Linked DNA regions of Mus musculus: regions 2, 3 and 4 are each linked to region 1. The links are chromatin contacts, called in public promoter capture Hi-C maps. All regions are on one chromosome and are shown on one strand. Each heading gives the region's core, a stretch centred on a gene start, on an enhancer-like site or on the middle of the called end of the contact. The rest is flanking DNA. Distances are from core to core; before and after follow the strand shown. Region 1 holds the start of Riok2 (RIO kinase 2). Region 2 holds the start of Zfp54 (zinc finger protein 54). Region 3 holds the start of Zfp160 (zinc finger protein 160). Region 4 holds the start of Ppp2r1a (protein phosphatase 2, regulatory subunit A, alpha).

What was found. Promoter capture Hi-C pulls out the DNA fragments that hold promoters and counts their contacts. Capture Hi-C pulls out chosen DNA fragments and counts their contacts.
Region 2: a promoter capture Hi-C map of pre-B cells shows a contact between it and region 1. The contact joins the promoter of Zfp54 here to the promoter of Riok2 in region 1. A contact is called at or near these places in 2 of 39 promoter capture datasets (cranial neural crest and pre-B cells).
Region 3: a contact with region 1 is called in a promoter capture Hi-C map of pre-B cells. The contact joins the promoter of Zfp160 here to the promoter of Riok2 in region 1. A contact is called at or near these places in 3 of 39 promoter capture datasets (cranial neural crest, liver and pre-B cells).
Region 4: a promoter capture Hi-C map of liver shows a contact between it and region 1, with 2.1 times the contacts expected there. The contact joins the promoter of Ppp2r1a here to the promoter of Riok2 in region 1. A contact is called at or near these places in 3 of 39 promoter capture datasets (cranial neural crest, liver and pre-B cells), 2 of 484 Hi-C or Micro-C datasets (CD4 T cells and cortical neurons) and 1 of 9 other capture datasets (liver).

Annotation. Positions count from the first base shown.
Region 1 is chr17:17,372,701-17,376,135 of GRCm38.p6, forward strand. It overlaps Riok2 (RIO kinase 2), which reads left to right and starts at 1,632. Exons shown (of 10, transcript NM_025934.2): 1 at 1,632-1,970. The coding sequence starts at 1,905. Gm36768 (predicted gene, 36768) reads right to left here and starts at 1,516. Exons shown (of 4, transcript NR_168690.1): 1 at 1,314-1,516; 2 at 474-534.
Region 2 is chr17:21,421,355-21,424,789 of GRCm38.p6, forward strand. It overlaps Zfp54 (zinc finger protein 54), which reads left to right and starts at 1,890. Exons shown (of 5, transcript NM_001379357.1): 1 at 1,890-1,963.
Region 3 is chr17:21,007,006-21,010,440 of GRCm38.p6, forward strand. It overlaps Zfp160 (zinc finger protein 160), which reads left to right and starts at 1,936. Exons shown (of 5, transcript NM_145483.2): 1 at 1,936-1,981.
Region 4 is chr17:20,943,885-20,947,319 of GRCm38.p6, forward strand. Ppp2r1a (protein phosphatase 2, regulatory subunit A, alpha) reads left to right here and starts at 1,570. Exons shown (of 15, transcript NM_016891.3): 1 at 1,570-1,699. The coding sequence starts at 1,622.

The DNA.
Region 1 (3,435 bases), core at 382-2,881:
CTTTTCTGTTACATCCAGTGGTTTTTTACACATCTCCTTCCCATAAGTTCAAGTTTTAGGACTTGGGATTAAGTTTCCCCAGAGCCTAGAAAAAAAAAAGTGGTATCTATATTTGATAAATGGTGAATGGATGAAGAATAGGCTAAGTCAGCTGTGGGTCCAGACCCCTTTGGGAACCCCGTCTCCAAAAAAGTATTTGCATTACATTAAGAATTGTAACAGTAGCAAATTACAGTTATGAAGTAGCAATAAAAAACAATTCTATTGTTGGCAATCACCACAAAATAAACTGTATTAAAGGACCGCTGTACTAGGATGGTTGGGAACCACTGGCTTAAGTCACACTAAGTATGGTGAGAAAGGAAGATTGAATTTAAATCCTTTACTCATAAATGACTTGATTACTAAAAAAACAAACAAACAAACAAAAAACCCACAATATTGAAAAGATGAGAAATCTGGACTGTGATTACCCCAATATTCCAGAACTTGGATCCAAACCCACTCAATTAGTGGTGGCTCTGTGGAGCAATGCTGAAAGGAGACAGAAAGACAGATAATCAAAGCTTCAAACTTTTTGTTTTCACATGTTCTAATGTTAATGTAGAAAGAAAAATTCCATTGTGTACAACGGTCTTAATTAGTTAAGTCCTAATTAGATATGCCTAGAATCCTGTATTCAAGCATACAAGACCCCAAAGACAGGAACATAGAGATGAAAAAGGATTGATCTTTTGTTTCGATTTGATGATTTTAGATTACCAACTACTTTAGCTGGACCGATACGGACACTACAGCCTGCTGTCTGCCCCTATGCTTTATGAAAGAGCTTACTCCAGGAAGATACTCAGCACCACTCTCCAAAAGGAGGAAATGAATACATTGTTTCTTGGAAACTGGAAGGAGTGGAGTATGGAAGGAACACGAAGGTATCTTAATCTGAGTCCTTAAAGTTTGCACATACCTCAAAAAAAAAAAAAAAAAAGTTACACACCAGTCGTTGGCAATCTCTCAAGTATAAAGCAGATCATAACACTGGACACTTATAGCGCCCAAGCTTAACCTAAGAGCTGACCAGAGAAGATCTGCAGCTTAAAGGACTGAAATATAGATAATTCGTGAAATGAGAAACACAGGTACTGAATATCACATGAGTCACACTTGTTACTATGCTGCTGCTGTCGGGATGAAGGTACGGTAATAAAAGTCTTTGTCTTGGGTACATTGTCTTGTTAAGCCTCCCAAATGCTCCTGGACCCAAGAAACATTGAGGTGCGCGCTTTCTTTGGAAGCGAGCACTGGATAGTACGTACAGAAGCTCCTCCTAACCCGTCCTGGGATCAGCGTCCCAGGCCAGCGGGGCAGCTCCTAACCCGGCCCTCCTCCGCCGGACAGGGGTGGGGCTGCCGAGAGACAGCGCGTGCGGCTCTGTGGCCACCCTTTCAGTGGTTTTGCTGGCCTCCGGTCTCGCTTACTCATTTCCCTCCCTGACTTTACAGTGCACAGTTGCTGCACTAAAAGTGGGCGTGGCTCGGAACGAATAAAACACGCCCCTCTCGTGACGTAAGCACTGTTGCATGCGGAAGTCCGGCCTTAATTCCAATCAGGTCCTAGCAGCTCTGAAAAGTAACGTGGCATACTATGTAAAACATTTGCAACTTGCCAAATCAGTCAAACGTAAATTATTTATTTAGGGGCTGAAAAATCACTTCTGCCTGATTTTTAGCTACAAAAACGAGAAAAAAATAGCATTTTTCTACTGCTTCTTGAGCACGTGTTCTTACCTAGCGATAAGCACCTTAAATACAGGGCGCGTGCGCGGGCAGGTCGCCGCCGAAAGCCTGCGAGATTACCCAGCAACTTTGCGTCTTCCCAGAGAGCGTCCGTGGTGGAACTGGGCAAGCATGGGGAAGGTGAATGTAGCCAAGCTTAGGTACATGAGCCGCGATGACTTCAGAGTTCTGACTGCGGTAAGGAGTACACCTTTCTTGCTTATCCATTCGGTGACGTCCTCCTCCTGCTATTCTAAGGTCGCTGGGAGCTGAGTGAGGGCTCTCTGATTTGTGGATTGTTTGCCGAGGCTGGGATCTGGGTAAAGGGCACCAAGGTCTGATTTTCATGAAGCTTTGTGAAAAAAAGAACTATCTTTTACTAAACATGGTTCTTCCTTTCAGCTTCTTTTGCTGCAGATGTGCTTACGTCTCTGTGGCCCGGGAAATTTCATTGATCTTTGGCTTCCAAACTAGGGGAGGGTGGGAGTTAAGTCCTCTAATAGACTCAGACACTTAATGTTAAAAAAAAAAAGTCAGCTTTCTCTATCAAATATAACAGCAGAGTGCAAAACAAAGGAGGAAAGGAGATGCCTCTTAGTCGACCAGCAAATCAATATGTTAACAATGTAGTCAGATAGTAAGTACCGTGAAGGTAACAAAGGATAAAGAAATAGAAAGTAGCCACGTGTTGGAAGGATACTGTCTTTGAGTTTTACAGTGATGGAGACAGAATCCAAGAATCTTGTCTTTACTGTTAATCGAACTACAAAGTTTGTCCCCACCCCCCGAACCAATGAATCTTAACTGCCGGAGAAAAAAGTGTCCTTGGAGAGAGTTGTAGAAGAGGTGTCCTTGGAGAGAGTTAGAGGCAAATTAGAGCAAAAACTCAGAGATGGGAGGGAGAGTCTTCATAGAAGAGAAAGGTTCGATATAATGGTTGGGGACATACATGGAAAATGAGAACCAAACCATATAAGCCCTTGCAGGCCTAGTAAACGATGTGTGTGTAAGCCCGTGATTTATTTTTATTTATTTTTTAATTCATTTATTTATTTATTTATTTTGGTTTTTCAAGACAGGGTTTCTCTGGGTGTCCCTGGCTATCCTGAAACTCACTCTGTAGACAGACTGGCCTCAAACTCAGAAATCTGCCTGCCTCTGCCTCCCAAGTGCTGGGATTAAAGGCGTGCGACACCACTGCCTGACCTGTGAATGTTTTAATTAGGAAGATGACAAAATCTGATTCTGTAGTTTTAGTGTTGTGGCACAGAAATCAGGACAGTTATGTAAGGTTAGAATGAGTCAGGCTTTGTTTAGGAGTTGCTGACTTTTGGTAAGGGCTGTGTTGCATAATAGGATATGAAATGTGAGTTGCCTGGTTCATGTATTATTTTAAGCCTTTGTAGCCAAGTTAAGTAGGTAACGTTTACAAATTCATCAAATGCAAGGTCCACATGAACTTTGGCATGTGCTTCCTTTTTCCTATAGCTTCCTTAATTAACCTGGCTTTTTCTTTAAGTAATGGCTTTCCTTCTCAGCACATTCATTCATTTCTCAGTGTCTTGACAAAAATAGGGTAGTCGATAAGTGTATTGGAGGATTGGGGAAGCAAGGAAAGGAGATAAGAACGAGCTAAAACTTTCAAAGGCGCAGTTATGGTGGG
Region 2 (3,435 bases), core at 640-3,139, 4.0 Mb after region 1:
GGTGCTGGCCTAGTTGCAAAAATTTATTCTCTTTTTCTCCATCCCAGGGCCATGTTTGACCTCTGTGATGGCTATTTCTGGTTGTCAACTTGATTACATCTGGAATGAGCTACAATTCAGAAATGGAATGCACACCTGTGATCCAGATCTTGAAGCTGGAAGACAGGTTTCTGACCTGGATCTTCAAAATGGAGATCTTGAGGCATAGTGGCCATGAAAATCTTAGGTCCAGGCAAGGTAGTATCCACCTTTAATTCCAGGACACTGAAGCAGGCAGAGTTCTAGGCCTGGAACAAAGCAAGTCCCAGATCCAGGCGTGGTAGTACACACCTTTAATCTGGGCCACACCTTCTACTAGAGGGCTACATAAGGACACTGGAAGAAGGAAGATTCACTCTTCTTCAACCACTCACCAGCATATCTGTTGAAACCTACTTCCATAGAAGACCAGCTTAAACAACTAGCTTCATGGGACTGAGCAACTATTAGAATCTTGGACTTCCCATTCACAGCTTCCCATTGTTGGGTTAGTTGGACTACAGACTGTAAGTCATTACAATAAATCCCCTTAATGTATATAGAGATATTCCATAAGTTATGTGACTCTAGAGAATCCTAACTAAGACACAAGTTGGTACCAGGATTGGTTCTAGAGGAGCAGAAGTATAAGAATGAATGTCTTAAGAATCTGGAATCCGTTTAATAATTTGTCAGCATCTTCTAATTCACTAGGCACCTTCAACTCCTGAAATTTCTCCAGATACTTTCTCCCCTGGGAGCTTGGAGAATATAGGAGGCCAGTGGTGGAAACTATATGCAAATGCCTTTGATTATCTTGATTCATCAACTGTGACTGGTGTGAATTAGGTGACCCTGTACACGAAGTTTTCTACAATTTGGAGGGAAATAAGAAAACTGATTTGCCTGGCTTGTTGCTCTTAGTATCTCTGGACAAAAACTGGCGAGAGGGGCAACAGCACATTTGAAGAGTTTTGTTCTTGCCCTTTTCCTTGTGCCAGACCTTAGGGTTGGAGATACTGCTACTCAATTGAATGAATTAAATGTAATGGATTTAATTTTGCCCCAAGGTAACAAAGGCCAGGTGGCAGCATCGAATCACCAGAGACAAGGTGATCATAGTTATTATAGTGGGCAATGTAGACAAAACATTCATAATGACCTACCCCATAATGATCACAACTCTGCATTGTGATTACTGTAGTTTTTTACAGTGGTCTCTGTAGTAGAGAAAAGTTTCTTGATAAGGGGTGAAGACTAAGCTTATTCGTGGGCAGGAGAGAAAATGTTTAGTTTATTCTTTGGGATTATGCTGGGTTAGTACAGTCTGTTTTATCTCAAAGCACTTTTATCTTGAGTCACAGAAGACAAACTCCTCTCTGAATTAGGAAAATGGCAAGACCACCATCTAGTGGTGAAAGCCATGCAGCTCAAGATAAATTCACTGACTTCTTGAGACACCTATTTCTTTTCAAAATCCAAGTTCTTTAAATGTCTCTCCGCAAGTCAAATTTTCAGGATTTGGTTTTGACTTGTCATTTTTGTGTGTTGGGATTGTTTGGGATAAGTTTGTCGCTCACGGGCTGGTAGTCAAGTCGAGGTGTAAGGCTATCTTTTATCTGAAGGGTTCAGAACTCAGTATGGTGGTCAGATATCCGGGTGCAGCGTCCTGTCAGATCCAGTTCTAGTCTACGCTGACAGCAAACTTGTGGGGAGTCTGTGGAGAGCGGGTTCAGAGAAGCTTGACAGCTGGAACTGTGTGGACCGCAGCCTGAGACTGATAGGGAGGGACCTGTCTCCGGGGGGGTGGGGCCACTCACCGGAAACAGCCGTTGGGGACAGTATATGGGTGTGGAGGAAGTGTGTTGTGTGGAGGAAGTGTGTTGAATGGAGCTGGGATTAGAGGAGTGGCGTGATAGCTGGGACTGTTCTTTAGTGAACCTAGGTAAGTTGACTGAGGAGCCAAACCCAAAAGTGGCAAGGACGTCTTCCTCGAGGAACTCGCTGGCATGCACCGTGGAGAATCTTGTGATGCAGACCTGGAGTCAGAGGATACAAGAAGGGTTTCAAGGGGACGCAAAAAACTACCCTGAGCCTCAGGTGCCGCGCGGGGCATCCTGGGAGAGTCAGCAGGCAGCAGCCCAACCGGTGGAACCACAGCCCAGTGGGGGAGGGCTGTAACCTACCAGGTTAGAGGAGCTAAGGGGCTGGGAAAGGGAAGGAATCAGACAGGGGTGAGATATTTCCTCGGCTACTCATAAAAATGACAGCTCTCAAAATTCTGCTCTTCATGTCTTGCCCTTGCCCATAGATTTTAGACCATACTAAGTTGATGAATACTGATTTTTTTTCCATTTATTCTCTTGGCAAATTTTTCTTATAGAAGTACTCTAGTGGAGTATTTGAAACTATCTGTTAATATTGGCAAACGTGTTTGGTTTGGTTGTTGTTTTTGTTTTGTTCTTGTTATTTTGCTATGATAGAAAGGACAACGCTCCTGAAATTTACATTAGTCCACACTAATTTCTTTGTATACCTGGGAACTTGGCACCTACGGAGAGGTTTTAACTATCAGTAATGAAAGGAACATGTAAGGAATTTTTAAGAGCAAGGGCATCTTTGCAGTCAGGAGCAAAAGCAATACAACAAAGTCACACCACACAACAAACATCGTGCAAGAGATATATTGCAGATAAACAGAATGGCAGCTACTCTGAAAGGGAAGAGAGTTGGAAGGCTAGGCAGAGGGATGGGTGTTTATAGTGTCTTTGGAGCATGTGAAATGACGTACTGGAAAAGAACAGTGGGTCCTGAAGTATTGCTTGGTCATTAAAGCTGGAACAATGTAATCTGTTAACACTGAGTAATGAAGGGATTTCCAGGTTTTAAGGCCCTGGAGGCACTGAAATGACTAGCCTCCCCTCCTACCCCAGCATCATCCCCAGGTTTCTCTTAGGGCCATAACTGCCATTTCCAGCCCCTTGGGTCAGAAAGTGGCCAAGCTGCTGTCCTAAAGAGAAAGAGAGAGAGAGAGAAAAAAAAAGTCCATGATCAAGCTACAAAGGCTTCCATCATTTTCAGTTCATGATAAGTTCAGAACTTTATTAGTGTATATTATTCTCATTCCAATCATCCAGTTTCATTTCTACCCATAAGTTTTCAAGAAGCTGTGATTGGAAGTGAGGTTCACGCTAGACTAACTGAAAATGTTTTCTAAATATTTTTCAATATTCTGACACTGAATGGCATTTGGGGGATCATTGTACAGTCTTCAGTTTTGTTCCTCTTTATTGACTGAGCACAGTACTGTGCTAGGAATCCAAGTACAGGCTCACTGATCATCCAGATCAGCTCACCTGTGGAACAGAACACAGACCTGGAAGGTGGACAGGGAGGAGACAGTAGCTAAGGATCCAG
Region 3 (3,435 bases), core at 686-3,185, 3.6 Mb after region 1:
ACATGTAGCCAAAAGGGACTGTAAAGCCCTTCCCAAGTGAGTAGGTTCCAAGTTGAGCACAGTCTCGGCTCCATGGATGAGCTCCCAGCTTCTGGTTCTGACCACCTGTCTTAGTCAGGGCTTCTATTCCTGCACAAACATCATGACCAAGAAGCAAGTTGGGGAGGAAGGAGTTTATTCAGCTTACATTTCCACATTGCTGTTGATCACCAAAGGAAGTCAGGACTGGAACTCATGCAGGTCACGAAGCAGGAGCTAATGCAGAGGCCATGGATGAATGTTACTTATTGGCTTGCTTCTCCTGGATTGTTCAGCTTGCTTTCTTATAGAACCCAAGACTACCAGTCCAAGGATGGCACCACTCAGAATAGGCCCTCCCTCCCTTGTTCACTAATTGAGAAAATGCCTTATAGCAGGATCTCATGGAGGCATTTCCTCAAGGGAGTTTCCTTTCTCTGTGATACCTTCAGCTTGTGTCAAGTTGACACACAAAACCAGCCAGTACAGGACCCTAGGCACATATTCATGAGATAAAAGAATCCTTATGGAAATGGTTCACCTTCTAGTGGTTCTCAAGAGCAATACCATATTTTAAATATCTTTGTTTCCTCTTCTCTTTTTCTTACCTCTGCTTCAGATTTAGGGGGGCAACCTGCCCAAGGACATGGCATTTTGAAGGACATTTGCAGAGAGGATGTCCAGACTCTGAGCAACTGCTTTCAATAGGATGAATAGCAAATGACTTTCTACTAACATAATGCATATATTAAAATGTTCAGCAGGAAGTAGTAGGGATCATGAGACAGTAGTGTAGGGTGAAATGATTACTATTCATTATATATTTAAAAGTATGTATCTGAAAGTACTTTGCAATGGTGAAGTACCAGGGAAACTCAGTGCATCTCATTATTCTATACTGGTGATAGTTTGTTGAATTCTATGTGTACTTCCTTTGGAAATGTTTGATGAACTGTAGATATGCTACATGGTGGAAATGAGAAGAAATATTTTTCATTAGCCATTCCTCAAATTATTCCCGCTGACCTTTGACAGTTACATCTGCAGACTGCTGTCACAAACATCCTTTAGAACACATGTACTTGTATGCAAGAGTTTGTTTCTATTTAAAGTAGATACAGTAAGAACTTTCAATGAGAATGCCAAAATAGCTTATATGCTGTTTCAAACTTTCAAGCCAAAAAGCACTTAAAATATTTTTAAATTGTTATTTTTATTACAAAGAGAAAAGTTGGCACTTAAAAAAAGAATCGATCTTCAATGCCAATCGTTCATGACCTTTGTGAATGCAATTCTCTTTTGTAACAGAAAATATAACTTTTAAAATAGGTAATTGTTTTTATATATAAAACTCTTCGAATTAAAAATAAAATCAATGCTTGCTTATATTCACCATCGTCCCCGACTCTCCTACCTATGCATGGTTACTGATTGACAATGCTCAGGAGCCCTGCTCCTTAGAGCTAGGAACCTGTGGGAGAATAAGGAGGGACTGAGAACTGTGCACCAAGAACACAACCTACTCTGAATCCCCTTGTAGAGCCAGACCCATGCCCACTTGTACTTGAGCACTATCCTACTCTCCAATGCATCCCCACACTCCCTTCTAGTCCATTATTTGGTTTGACCCTCCACCCCCACCCCGCTGTTTTCCGAAACAGTTCTAAGCCCTCACCACGCCATTCTCAGCATTCAGGTCCTCTCTAGCCCATAAACATTTCTTTAAATACTGTCCCCTCCAAGCAACAGTTTCCTGTTCCAAGTCCCACTAGCACGCAGTGGCCAGCATGCCCTAAAATTTCCTTCTCAGAGCAGCTTCCTTTCTAGGTACCGCCCCTTGTTAGCGTCAATCACTTGTTCTCTGGTCCCGCCTTATTTTACCCCGGATCTGACCGCGAATGCTGAATGCACTCCTGCGCAGCGACCCGGAAGCGGTTTTGCTCTGCATAAATTTTGTAGCTGGGTGAGTTTTCCCAGATTCTTTAGGCCGGTTGCTGGCACTCAGAACCCGGACCTCTGCCCTGGAGTCCCCATCTTGTGTGCAAAGCTCCACTCGGTGACGCGGAGAGCTGCGAGACTGAGGAAGTAGGAACGTGGGAGAGAGAGATGGCAGCGGAGCCAGGGGAGGGGATGGAGCCAGGAAGGAGCGGGGGCACGGATTCAAAAGCTTCAGCGGTCGGGGAGGAGACATGACTATCGTTTGTGCGGGCAGTGCCAGGTGATGCGGTACTAGAGAGTGCCGCGGGTGACAGAATAGCAGAGGAGCAGCTTGCCGCGGCGCCTGGTGGAAAGGAAAAAGAAAGCAGGGTCTGGAGATGCTGGCAAGAGTGGAGAGGAGGGTGAGAGAACAGCTAAACTGCCATAATGTGTGACAGAAAGAAAAGCAGGCGATGGAAGCGAAAGGGAAAGTATCTGGGGAGAACTTCCAAGACCAAGTTCTCAGACCAAGTTCTCAGCACAAAGATTTATTTGTCTTAGAGGTACAGAAGGCCCGGATAAAGGTCAGAGACAGGAGATAGAGGAAGAAGGGGAAGGGAACAAAGAAGAGGGCAGAAAGGGGCAAGAGAGAGGGGTTAGGAGTATTTGTCCAGAAGTGGGACAAATGACTGTTTCTAGATAGAGAGGAGACAGATGTGACCCATAGGCAAATGGCGGCTTATAGAGGTAAAATGAGAATCCCCTTATTAGGACGAGGTGTTTAGCTGGCACATTAATTAGGTGAGCCAGAGGTGCCTTTCGGTTGCCAGACTTCAATGCTTTGATAGCTGGGCCTTCATAGTAAGTGTCAGGAGGAGGAATTGGCCAAATAAAGGAATAGACTTTGGGTGTAGCTTTAGGAATGTAATCTGAGAGTTTTTAGCAAGGCAGAGAGAGGAAAGGGGCAAGGCCTACCAGAGTCATGGTCACCATGCTGGAGCTGGCAAAGTCCCTTCAGAAAGTGTGAATAAGATAGTGCAGAATGAGGGAGGGGCAGGCTGGATAAAGCAGAAGTTGATGGAATAGTAAGGTTATTATTACTGAGCTTGTCTTTGTTGTTGAAATAAAAAAACCCTTAATTTTTGTTTGAATTTTAGTGGTATGGAAGAGAGTTGCAAAACTTGATCTGATGGGCATTAACTGGTATTGTGTTAGGCATGGTGGCACAGATCAGTAATGCCAGCATGTGGGAAGAAAGCTGGGGTAGGAAAATGGAGACTTTAAAGGTGGCGTGGAATACTAAGACAAATAACTAAGACACTTTCTCAATGAATAAATACTGTTGGTGTTTACTGATCCTTTATAGTCCTTATACAGCCAGAACTAATGTGAGATTTTTTAGACAGTGTCACCCTTCTTTGACAGGGGTAATGTGTGGAGGAGCTGTGGGATTCTTCTAACCCCCTAACACTTAACTTTTAGCATAGAATGTGTTGCCTC
Region 4 (3,435 bases), core at 320-2,819, 3.6 Mb after region 1:
GGCAGTTCAAAGTAAGACTAGAAAACTTTACTATATCTGAAAGGAGAGGAGACAGGCAAGAGGATGTTTTTTCCAAAAGATCTGTTAAATCAAAAATGGTCCAAGAAGGCACTGTTTGGAATTCCTCTCCATAGCCTCTCCTGAGTTCCCCAGTTTTCTGTTGATTGGTTTCAGAAACACATAAAGTACAGTATAGAAGAGTTCATATAAAGGAAAGAAACTGAAGAATGGCCAGAGAGATCATAAAAGAAAATACACTCACAAAGAATAGACAATGGTACCATTGTGCCAAACTCTTTTAGTGAGGTAGCGTATAAACTGAAGTTTCTAAGCCAGACCATTTGGATTAACTCTTATGGGATGAGGCAATGGTATGGCTGTCTTTTGAGGGTTACACCATAGACCTTTGACTGGCCCGGAGGTCACTATGTAGACCAAGATGATGTCAATCTCAGAAAGATGACAAGTTTTTGCTTCCTGAGTTTCATGATTGAAAGCATGTGCACTTTCACACATGGCTATGCCTTCTGTTCGTTATCACAAGACCAAGTGTTTCCTATTCAGGGCCAGAGATATGTGATCTGCATCATTACTTAGGAACGCCTACTCTCTGTGAGGGGGGGGGGGTTGTTTGTTTGTTTGTTTGTTTATTTCCACTCTCTGTGAGGGTGCTTTCTCAATTTTCTCTCTAATTGGAGAGGAAGAAGGGGGAAGGGAGGAATGGAGGTGTGGGGGGGAGGATGATGGAGGAGGGGAGAGGCGAGGGGAGTCGAAAGGAGAAAACAAAAATCAAGTATAGAAATAGCCACGCTTTAACAACCTTGATAGCATCTAACAACCCCGCTATGCCCACCTTCTTCCCTTTCATATTTTCAACCTTAAGGAGAAAGGATTGTGATAGTTTTATATTCGCCTTCTAAGTGAATCACAGCGCCCAAGCTCATTATGAGGCAGAGGTCCATCCTCAAAAAACTTTCGACCTTGTTCATTTTTTACTAGCTACCTAGAAGCTCCCCGGCAGGATGAAGACTCGCTCTGGCCGCTCTATTTCTTCCGGGTAAGGGGGGTGGGTAATAAAGCCTTGAACGCCAAGAGCCCCAGAACCGCATCCTAGAAACCAAGCAAGGCAAATCTCCCTACTTAGGAGTCCCTCCTTTACAGAGACCGGTATAGCAGAACCAGACAAGCATGTCCTTCATTACGTCACGCATAGCTCCCAAGACTCCAGCTTAAGTCTTCTCCGCCTCTCCCCAAGGGGCCATCTTAGCCACCTCCCACCCTCGACTCTCATTGGCAGCTAGACCTGCTTGTTCCCGTGGTTGCTAGCAGCGACGTAGGCGGGCACAATCTTGGTCACTAAGATACTTCACTTCCGGTTCCTCTCGTCCTTCGGGAAAAACATCTCATTCGTCCGGCCAATGGTGAATGAGAAGTAGGCGGGACTTGGTTGGTTCAGACCAAACAGACGCGAGCTTGTGCGGCAATGGCGGCGGGACGGCCCCTGTAGGGCGGCTCGGGCGCCCCCACGTCCGCTTTGCGTCCTTTCCCCGGCACCGCCCCGCCCGATCCCGGATTCCGCCTGGAGCTCGCTGCTGCCTGATAGAAACGCCAGGGAGCCAAGATGGCAGCTGCCGACGGTGACGATTCGCTCTATCCTATTGCGGTGCTCATAGATGAACTCCGCAATGAGGACGTTCAGGTACGGGGATCCTTCCGTTAGAGTGTGTGGGGGAGATCGGGGACGGGGATCTTCGCGGAATGTGGGAGCGATGGCTCCGGGTTCTCCGGGAGTGGCGGAAAGCAGCGGCAGCCAATCAGAATTCAGGTCTCATCTTTCTTAATAGCAAGGTTCGATGAGATGGCAGCCTTCATTGGGTGCCCGGCCAAGCGGAGGGCAAGCCTCGAGGGTCCTACCTGAGTGCGCGCGGCCGCCCCAGATCTGGGCCTGGGCGGCCCGAGATAGGGTGGCGGTCTTGTTGCCGCCTGCCAGTCGGTGATTGGCGGCGGACTCAGAATGGCTCTTTGTAGAGAATCGGCGGGGGCGCGTGACCTGCTGAGTAGAAACCCTCAGGGGTCCTGGCGACCCGGGTAGAGTTCCCATTGCTTTTAATGTTTTCGTTTTAACTGGAAGGAGTGGGGACTGATATTGGGATTGGGGACTGATACCGAGATTTCTGTCCATTCTTCACCGACCTCCACCTTGTATTTTGGGTTAGCTCTCCTGAAGGAGGAGGAAGGAGGCGGTGAAAGTATCCTCTCCTGAGATTTAACTAGCCGTAGCTGGGGTGGGTAACGTGCACAGACCCACCTGTTCTCCGACCTGGTCCCAAGCCGGCCTGCCAAGAGAGTTGATAGTTCTGGTTCATGGGAGAAGAATGAGCCAGGACCCCAGAGTTGTCGGACTGCTTTGGATTTGAAAAAGAGGTCAGACCTCAAGGCCGCATCCTCTCACCTGAGGATGACCTTGTGTGCACATTATTTCATCGCCCCTGGCTTCTGTTTTCTACAAATAGCGGCTAATAATAGTCCTGGTTTCCCTCGGTGGCCGAGGAAAAGTAGTAAAATGAAACTGGCTGTATGTAAAGGCTCTATAAATGTTAGCAATTATTTTGGGGGTGTGGCTATTGTGGCACTGTGCTACAGCCCTCTGCTTTTCCTTTTATATAGAATTGTTCATGCTGCACTCAGTCACCTTCCTGAACCTGGGCCTATCCTCTAAGTCTTACGTATTTATGTGTGACTCTGGTTCCATTGTTGGCAAGACTGGATTTGTACTCCTGGATCTTGCAATTTTTGCAAATTGACTCAGGCAGTCTGTGTTTCTCTTCTGTTAAATGGGAATAATAATCTGGTTTTGGGTATACTGAATGAATTTATTTGCATATGTTCTGTAAACACATGCAAAGCATGAGGAATGTTATTGGGTCATAAAGGAGACCAGAGCTTGGTATAGTGGTGCATGCATGCTAGCAATCCCAGCACTCAGGAGGCAAAGGCAGTGTCAAGGCTAGCCTGGTGACACTGTATCAAGAAAGAAGCAGTCTGGTTGCTGTACAAAGGCTAGATGTGAAACAGGTAAACAGAACTAAATCTGCATATTACCACATGTAAGAAAGAATGAGACTTGTCAATGTTGAAAGAGTGAATCAGCAAGTGTTTGCTGGGCCTTTCTTCAGAGTGGTATTTTGGATAGTTGAAGAACAAAAGAACAAAACTTGCCTTAAAGGAATTAACCTTTTAGTGAGTGGTCACAGATAAATAGGCATTATGTTGACTATGGAAAATTTTAAGGAGAAAATAAGAAATGTAGAGTAAGCATGGGAAAGTCTTGTTGAAATTTGAAACAGTACCTGCTTGTTGAAGGAGCCATTAGATTCTGGGCAGAGTGTGTAACCTCTAGACAGTTGGGTGAGGAATTAGGCTAGTTGAGGGAGG